Linked DNA regions of Mus musculus: region 1 is linked to region 2. The links are chromatin contacts, called in public promoter capture Hi-C maps. All regions are on one chromosome and are shown on one strand. Each heading gives the region's core, a stretch centred on a gene start, on an enhancer-like site or on the middle of the called end of the contact. The rest is flanking DNA. Distances are from core to core; before and after follow the strand shown. Region 1 holds the start of Ptpn9 (protein tyrosine phosphatase, non-receptor type 9). Region 2 holds the start of Cspg4 (chondroitin sulfate proteoglycan 4).

Evidence for each region. Promoter capture Hi-C pulls out the DNA fragments that hold promoters and counts their contacts.
Region 1: a promoter capture Hi-C map of stem cell-derived epiblast-like cells shows a contact between it and region 2, with 2.4 times the contacts expected there. The contact joins the promoter of Ptpn9 here to the promoter of Cspg4 in region 2. A contact is called at or near these places in 11 of 39 promoter capture datasets (cranial neural crest, embryonic stem cells, hippocampal neurons and 5 more), 1 of 484 Hi-C or Micro-C datasets (nephron progenitors) and 1 of 9 other capture datasets (adipose tissue).

The regions. Positions count from the first base shown.
Region 1 is chr9:56,993,410-56,996,492 of GRCm38.p6, forward strand. Ptpn9 (protein tyrosine phosphatase, non-receptor type 9) reads left to right here and starts at 1,559. Exons shown (of 13, transcript NM_019651.2): 1 at 1,559-2,247. The coding sequence starts at 2,185.
Region 2 is chr9:56,862,826-56,866,388 of GRCm38.p6, forward strand. Cspg4 (chondroitin sulfate proteoglycan 4) reads left to right here and starts at 2,279. Exons shown (of 10, transcript NM_139001.2): 1 at 2,279-2,452. The coding sequence starts at 2,365.

The DNA of each region.
Region 1 (3,083 bases), core at 309-2,808, 130 kb after region 2:
GCCATGGAGGGATGTTCTTTACTGGCTTGCCTCCCCTGGCTTGCTCAGCCTGCTCTCTTATAAAACCCAAGACTACCAGCCCAGAGATGGTCCTACCCACAAGGGGCCTTTCCCCCTTGATCACTAATTGAGAAAATGCCTTACAGTTGGATCTCATGGAGGCATTTCCTCAACTGAAGGTCCTTTCTCTGTGATAACTCCAGCTGTGTCAAGTTGACACAAAACTAGCCAGTACAACATGTATGGGTGTTTTTTTTTTCCTGATGTATGTTTATACATCACATGCTCCTTAAAAGTTCTATACTACCACGTGGGTACTAGAATTGAACCCAGATCCACTCCAAGGTCAGCCAGTATTCTTAACCACTGACCCATCACGCGAGTCCCTGAGTGTCTTCATTATTTTACTTCCTGATACATCTTCCATTATCTTATACTGTCTTATTTTAACTCCAGTGCATAGTGCAGTGTCTGGTGTGCAGATAGACTTGTTATAGACTGTCTTCCAGTTTCAATACTGAAACCAACTCCTGAGTAGGTTCCTGAGTTCAGCGTAGAGTTCATTTTACTGGTGGCAAAAGACAAACTAACATAGTTGAGGGGCAAGGAGGCATGGACATGCCTTTAATTCCTTCACTCAAGAGGCAGATCTCTGTGAGTTCAAGGCCAGCTTGGTCTACACAGCCAATTTTGGGACAGCCAGGGGTACATAGAGATCCTTTCTCAAAACTCTGTCTTTCCTGGCCCCCTGACCCTCCACACACACAAAGGAAAAAACTTAGCAGAGGTAACCCTGAAGCTGCTATTGCACTGGTGCCAAAATGGAGTTAAGAATATATATAATTTATTTTTTAAAAAGTTCTCCAAGATGGGCATCAAAACCTATAGCATTTTCTTTTCCGAAGACCCATCCCCTGGTTCTTTCTGGACTTCAGTCCTGGGGGGACTAGTTGTGGCACTCCGATTTCTTGAAATCCTTCTAGAATACTTATCTTTGGTCTAACATGATAAAAAAAATCACAGTAGGCCCAGCCCTGCCTTCTCAATGCTCCTATCCTGAGAGACCCAGACTCTGCTGTTTACCCTAGAGTAAAATCATGCATTTGCAAAGGCTGTGGGCTTCCTGAATGAATTCTGAAACAGGATGTCTCTCTCTGTCTCTTCCTCACTCTCTCTTTGTACCCGATTACAATTAGCTACAATGATGCTGGACTACAGGATACATTCATTGAGCAAAGAAATGCGGCCCTTGCTTATCTGTCAGATCCGAGGCATCTTGGACCTCACAGGCAACCTTTCAGACCCTACCACGAATAGGTAGAAGCCGCCCGTGAATACCGGGAAGGGCACCGGTCCTCGCGCAGTTTTGGATTCTTTTAACTCCCAGTCGCGTCTCCCTCCCGCTCCCGTAGGGGAGTCGCCTCTCGTCCCCGCAGCCCCTCCCCCGCCGCGCCGCTCCGTTCCGCTCAGCCTCCCCTCCTCCCAGCTCCTCTCTGTCTCCCCCTCTCGGACAACGTCCCCGTCCGGCCCGGCCCTCCCCGGCTCCTGTTTGTGAATGAGATGCTCAGTTTCTCAATGGAGCCGTGGGGGGCTCGGGCGGACGCGGCGCAGGCCGCAGCGCTGGCCCTGAGCCGGGAGGGGGACGCCTTTTCCTCGCTCGCTCGCGCCCGCCCTCCCTGTCTCCGCGGCGGCTTTTGAGGAACTGGGCCGCGAGGCCACGGAGCAGTTCGCAGGGCCCGCATCCCCGTGGACGCCCGGGCTGGGCGGTCTCGAGGCGCCGGCGAGCTCTGCCCCGGGGGTTAAGCGGCTCGGAAGGCCGACGGCCTCCAACTCCCGCCAGGCGCCTTCGCGGTGGCTGTAAAAGTTGTGGACTCCTAAAAAAGAAAGAAAGCCAAGCAGACCTCGAACTGCTGTTAGTTCCTCGCCCGCACTTTCTCCTCCTCAGGACAGGAGGGGTGGCGTGAGGAAAGGAGTGAAGCAAACAGGAGGCATTTCCTCTCCGCGGGGAGCGACAGCGGGCTCTCCCCGGCCAGCAGGAGCGGCGTTGGCAGCCGCCGCGGGCGCCGGGCGCTCGCACCATGCGCGAGCCGACCGAGAGCTGCTGAGGCGCCGGGCCACAGAAGCGGAGCGCGAGTGCAGCGGGTTCTGGCGCTCGCCCACCAGACCTGCCCCGGCGGCGGCGGGATGGAGCCGGCGACCGCGCCCCGGCCGGACATGGCGCCGGAGCTGACCCCCGAGGAGGAGCAGGTAAGCGCCGCTGCAGCGGTGGGTGTGTCCGAGCCTCCGAGGCCTAGGCCGGCCTCTGTTCGCCGGGCTGCGCTCCTCGCCCCGGGCCCTCAGCGGCTCCTGCTCGCATTTCAGGCCTGCGGGCTGGCCTCCCCGGGCCGGAGACCGCGCCCCAGGCCATCGCCCAGCCCAGCCCCGGAGCCGTGGGACCCCTGGCTCTGAGATTCTTATGCTTCGAGACTTCCGGGGGGGGGGGGGTCCGTGCTGCTCCATTTCAATGAATATTAAAGTTCCTCGAACTGGGGCGGGCTCCCCACTGGATGACTGCAGGACACCTTGTCCCAGGCCCTTCTACTCTCTGGAAGCGTTTGCATTTTTTTTTTTTTTTCTCGAGGGTCCGTTGTTTTCAAGGGCAAGGAAAGCCATTTGGGGGGAGGATTCCTAGGTGGTTGTCTCCGTTCCCAAGATGGGGGGAGGTAGCGCTGGTAAAGAGGTGGCCCAGATTCTCAAAGGAGCCCTTCAGGCTTTCAGACTGCTGTGACGGGCCTACTTGGACAGATCCTGAAAGATCTGTTCCTTTTCTAGCTCCCCAAGTCCCTGGCCTTGACCTCCCTATTCTGCTTTCCCAGGCTAGGCTCTTACCCTCGTCCCCATTTCCCTGCCCCCACCTCATCTGACAGTCTCCATCTTTCTGAAGCCCACACTGGAGTTCCATTGTCCCTTTTTAAAGCTTGAGATCTTAAATTCCCAGAAAGTAGTAGCTTGCGTTATCATTTGAGGGGTTTCTGTAAGCGAGAAGCCTAGCGAGCGCTCTTATAACTTTACACCCCCCCCCCCATATTCCAGCTGTGGAAACA
Region 2 (3,563 bases), core at 1,029-3,528:
GCTACCTCTTCACACCATGTCCAGGTTTTATGCACTGCTACAGAGCAAACCCAGGGCTTTTTGATGCTCAGCAGGCACTCTATCAACTGAGCTACATCCCCATCCTACTCCAACCCTTCCCCAGATCCAGTGCTAGAGAGTGAATCCAGGGCCTTGTGCATGCTAGGCAAGTGTTCTGCCACCTAGGCATTCCCCCTGGTAAATGTTTTACAGACTGGGAAACCCCGGCAGAGATGCACAAGCTGGGTCATGAACACAGTGCTTGTTGTATTCTTTTTCTAGGTCTGTTTCTCAACCCCACGGGCAGCAAGGCTGGGGAGGCTCTGAGCTCATCCTGTCTTAAATCTCAGCTGTGGGCTGGGCTGCAGCTACTAGTCTGGAGGCTCCCCAGACAGAGAAGTGATTCCTGGTGGTGGTGGGCAAATAAATCTGTGGGTAGGGGCCGAGCAAGATGCCAGAAGATGGGCGGTATGGGATGGTGCACGTCTCCTCTCTAGTTCCCAATTCATAAAAAGACAAACATTTCCCCTCCCTCTCATTCTTAAAGAGAGAACTCTTCTTCCCCAACCTTCCAAGAAGCCTCCCCTCCCAAACCCTGGATCCATATTTGGACAGTAATTGGCCCTTAATGAGGACCAAGTGTTGTGCTGACTCAGAAGAAGGAAAACAAGAAACAAGGCATAGGCTCACTGTGTCAGGTTCCCCAGGGTGCCTGGATAGTTCCTAAGTCTGTCTAAGTCCCCATAGAATAGCAACAATCAGCTTCTTAGTCCACCTTAACAGGTACTTATTGAACACCTACTGTATGCAACTGCCTACGGAGGGGAAAGTCAAAGGTTCACAGAAGACCCTCCATCAAGGGGAGGATGTGCAGTAGTTGTATACAAACCGTGAAGTACTGGGATGTGCAGAATGAGAGAGGAAGAAGAAAAGGCGATATGAGTTGAACACCTACTGTATGCCAGGCCCTAAGGTAGGCATTTGAGACATATTAAAACACTTAATGCTTATAAATTCAAACTTGTAAGTGAAAAACTGAACCACAGGAAAAAAAGGAGTAGTTAAAGGCCAGTCAAGTAGGAGAATTGGGATCAAGAACACATCAGACCAGGCATGGTAGTAAGAGCACAGAGCATGGGCTCAATGATTCGGCTTGCCCTCGCCTGGATCAACTCACCCAGGCCCTTTAATCCCTCTCAGCCTCAGTTTCTCTATCGAAATGGGGCTCGGTTCTATCAGAAGTCATGAGACGCTGGACTTGTGCTATGATTGTTGCTGCTCAGGGGTAAGGATTGGAAAGAGGGTGCACAGTGGAACGTGGGCACAGCAGGGAGCCCAGTGGAGGGATATGCGTGAAAGAAGAGAGGAACGGGAGTGTTCCTCTATGCGTCTCCTAGAAAAAACCCAGGCCAGGTCCCAATGCAGCTGGGGCTGGCCAAACACAGGCACGGGGAAAAGCCACAGTAACTCTGCTTTTTCCAGCTCCTGGTTGGGACTAGGCAGGCTCTTGCCTGGGAAGGAGCCAGGAGGAGAAGGCCCCAGCCTGAAGCTGTTAGGTAGGAGCTAAATCCAGGGCCAGATTTCCAGGAGGTGGTGGGGCAAGTGAAAACACCAAGATTTGGGGGTCAGGAGGCCTGGGATCCTGGCAGGAAATGGCCAGGCACTACCTTTGACCTTGGATTCTGAGCTGGGCTCCTCCTCCACAAAATGAAGGGAAGGGTGCTCAGCCCCTACCTTGCAGGGTTGTTTTGAAGCATGTGTTACCACAGGGCTGAGCTTCTGCACCACAAGATCCAGACCTCTTGTCTTTACAGGCAGAGAATGTACAGTCTGTGGAAAGAGAAGGGCAAACCCAGAGCCCTGCCTAGCGGTCTGCTTTAGTGGAATCCTCGGGGACCTGTGACCTTGAAGGCACCTAAACCCCTACATCACCGCAAGGGCAGAAGAGGGCTGGCAGCTCTCACTTTTATTTCCCGTTCTCAAGAGATCCTGTCCACAGAGTTCTGGGGGTCTAAAGACTTAAGAGACATTGTCCCAAACCCTTAAAATGGGGCATGGGTCTGCCTTGGCAGGAAAGGTCCTTCAATCCTAACCAGGAGCAAGAGCCCAGCACGGCCCCTTTAAGAAAGTTGGAGGTGGGAGCAGACAGAGGGAGCCCCCGCCCGAAATCTAAGCGCGGGTCTGGCGCCTGCCCCGCCCCCGGAGTTAAGTACTGGACAGCCCTTGCGCCCTAGCCCGTGCGAGGAGCCCTGCTCCCTCGACTTTGGACTTGAATTGCGACTTGCGACTTGCGACTCGGTGCTGTCCAGATTCAGCACGCTCTGTTCCTTCGCCTTACAAGTCCAGGCACCCAGCCCCGCCGCGATGCTTCTCGGCCCGGGACACCCGCTGTCAGCTCCAGCCCTGGCCTTGGCTCTTACCTTGGCCTTGTTGGTCAGATCTACAGCTCCTGGTGAGTGAGGGACTGAGACCCTGCCCCTGCCTAAAGGATCTATATGGGGACTGCACTCATGGTCCCTGATCAAGAGTCCAAGGGCCTATACTTCTTCCCCAGGCTGAGGGTCTGGAAGGAAAGCTGTGATCTCTGTTAATGGGAACTCCGGGTATCCAAGATTGTCTGGTTTTCCTGACCCTAGAAAGTCAGACTCTGAAAAGGGACCCCTGGAGTCAGATTGCCAAGGGTGTGGCTCTGCCCACCCAGGTTGTCTGGGACACTTAGCCACCTCGATGCTATCCATTCTCTTTGCCATACAGGTTTGAGTGACCACAGTGGCTATCAAAGTATACCCAGAGGCAGCATTAAGTGTGCATCCTGACCACAGATACTCTGAGCCAGAAGTGGGGGTGCTGTGAAGTGAGACTCGGAGAGGAGGCACAATGCCCCACCCTGTGTGTGCCCAGCACACCTCTGCCACGGCCTCCTCTAACTGCCTCTGGCTTCCATACTCTCTTTTTGTTCCCAGGGCTGGCTAGCTGGCTTCTGTCCCTACCTCCATCGGCCCGTATACCTTCTTTCCCTCGTGTCTGCTCTCCTCACTGAGAGGACCTGGCTGGTGACAGACAAGACCACCCACTCTCCAGGGCCCAGAGGCAAGGCTGCCACCCCTCAGATATCTCTCTGATAGCCCTGGGACAAACCAGGCCACACCCCCTGTCTCTAGCTCTGGTGTCTGACCAGCAGAGCCTGAGTGAAGAGCACCTTGGTGGGCATCTTGTCTGTCACAATTGTCACAATCCCAGGAACCCTAGCAGTACAACGCTCTTCCTTTCCTGGAGATGAGGTCTGGTTAGACCATGAGATCTGTGGCCTCGGGGCCCCATCTGTCATTACTACCAATGTATGAATCAGGCAGTCAGCCTACATCTTTCAGGACCATTTCCAAGAGCAACTTAAAGCAGAGAAGGAACTTGAGTCTCCCTTCCAGGGGCCCGGACCACACCCTTCTCCCCGTCAGACGGAGGAGACCAGCTCTAAAGAAGGCTATCACGAGGCACCCAGAAGGGAAGTGAGTCAGGGAAGGACCCCTCACTAAGGTGACTCCAGCTAGATCTGGGCTCCTCAT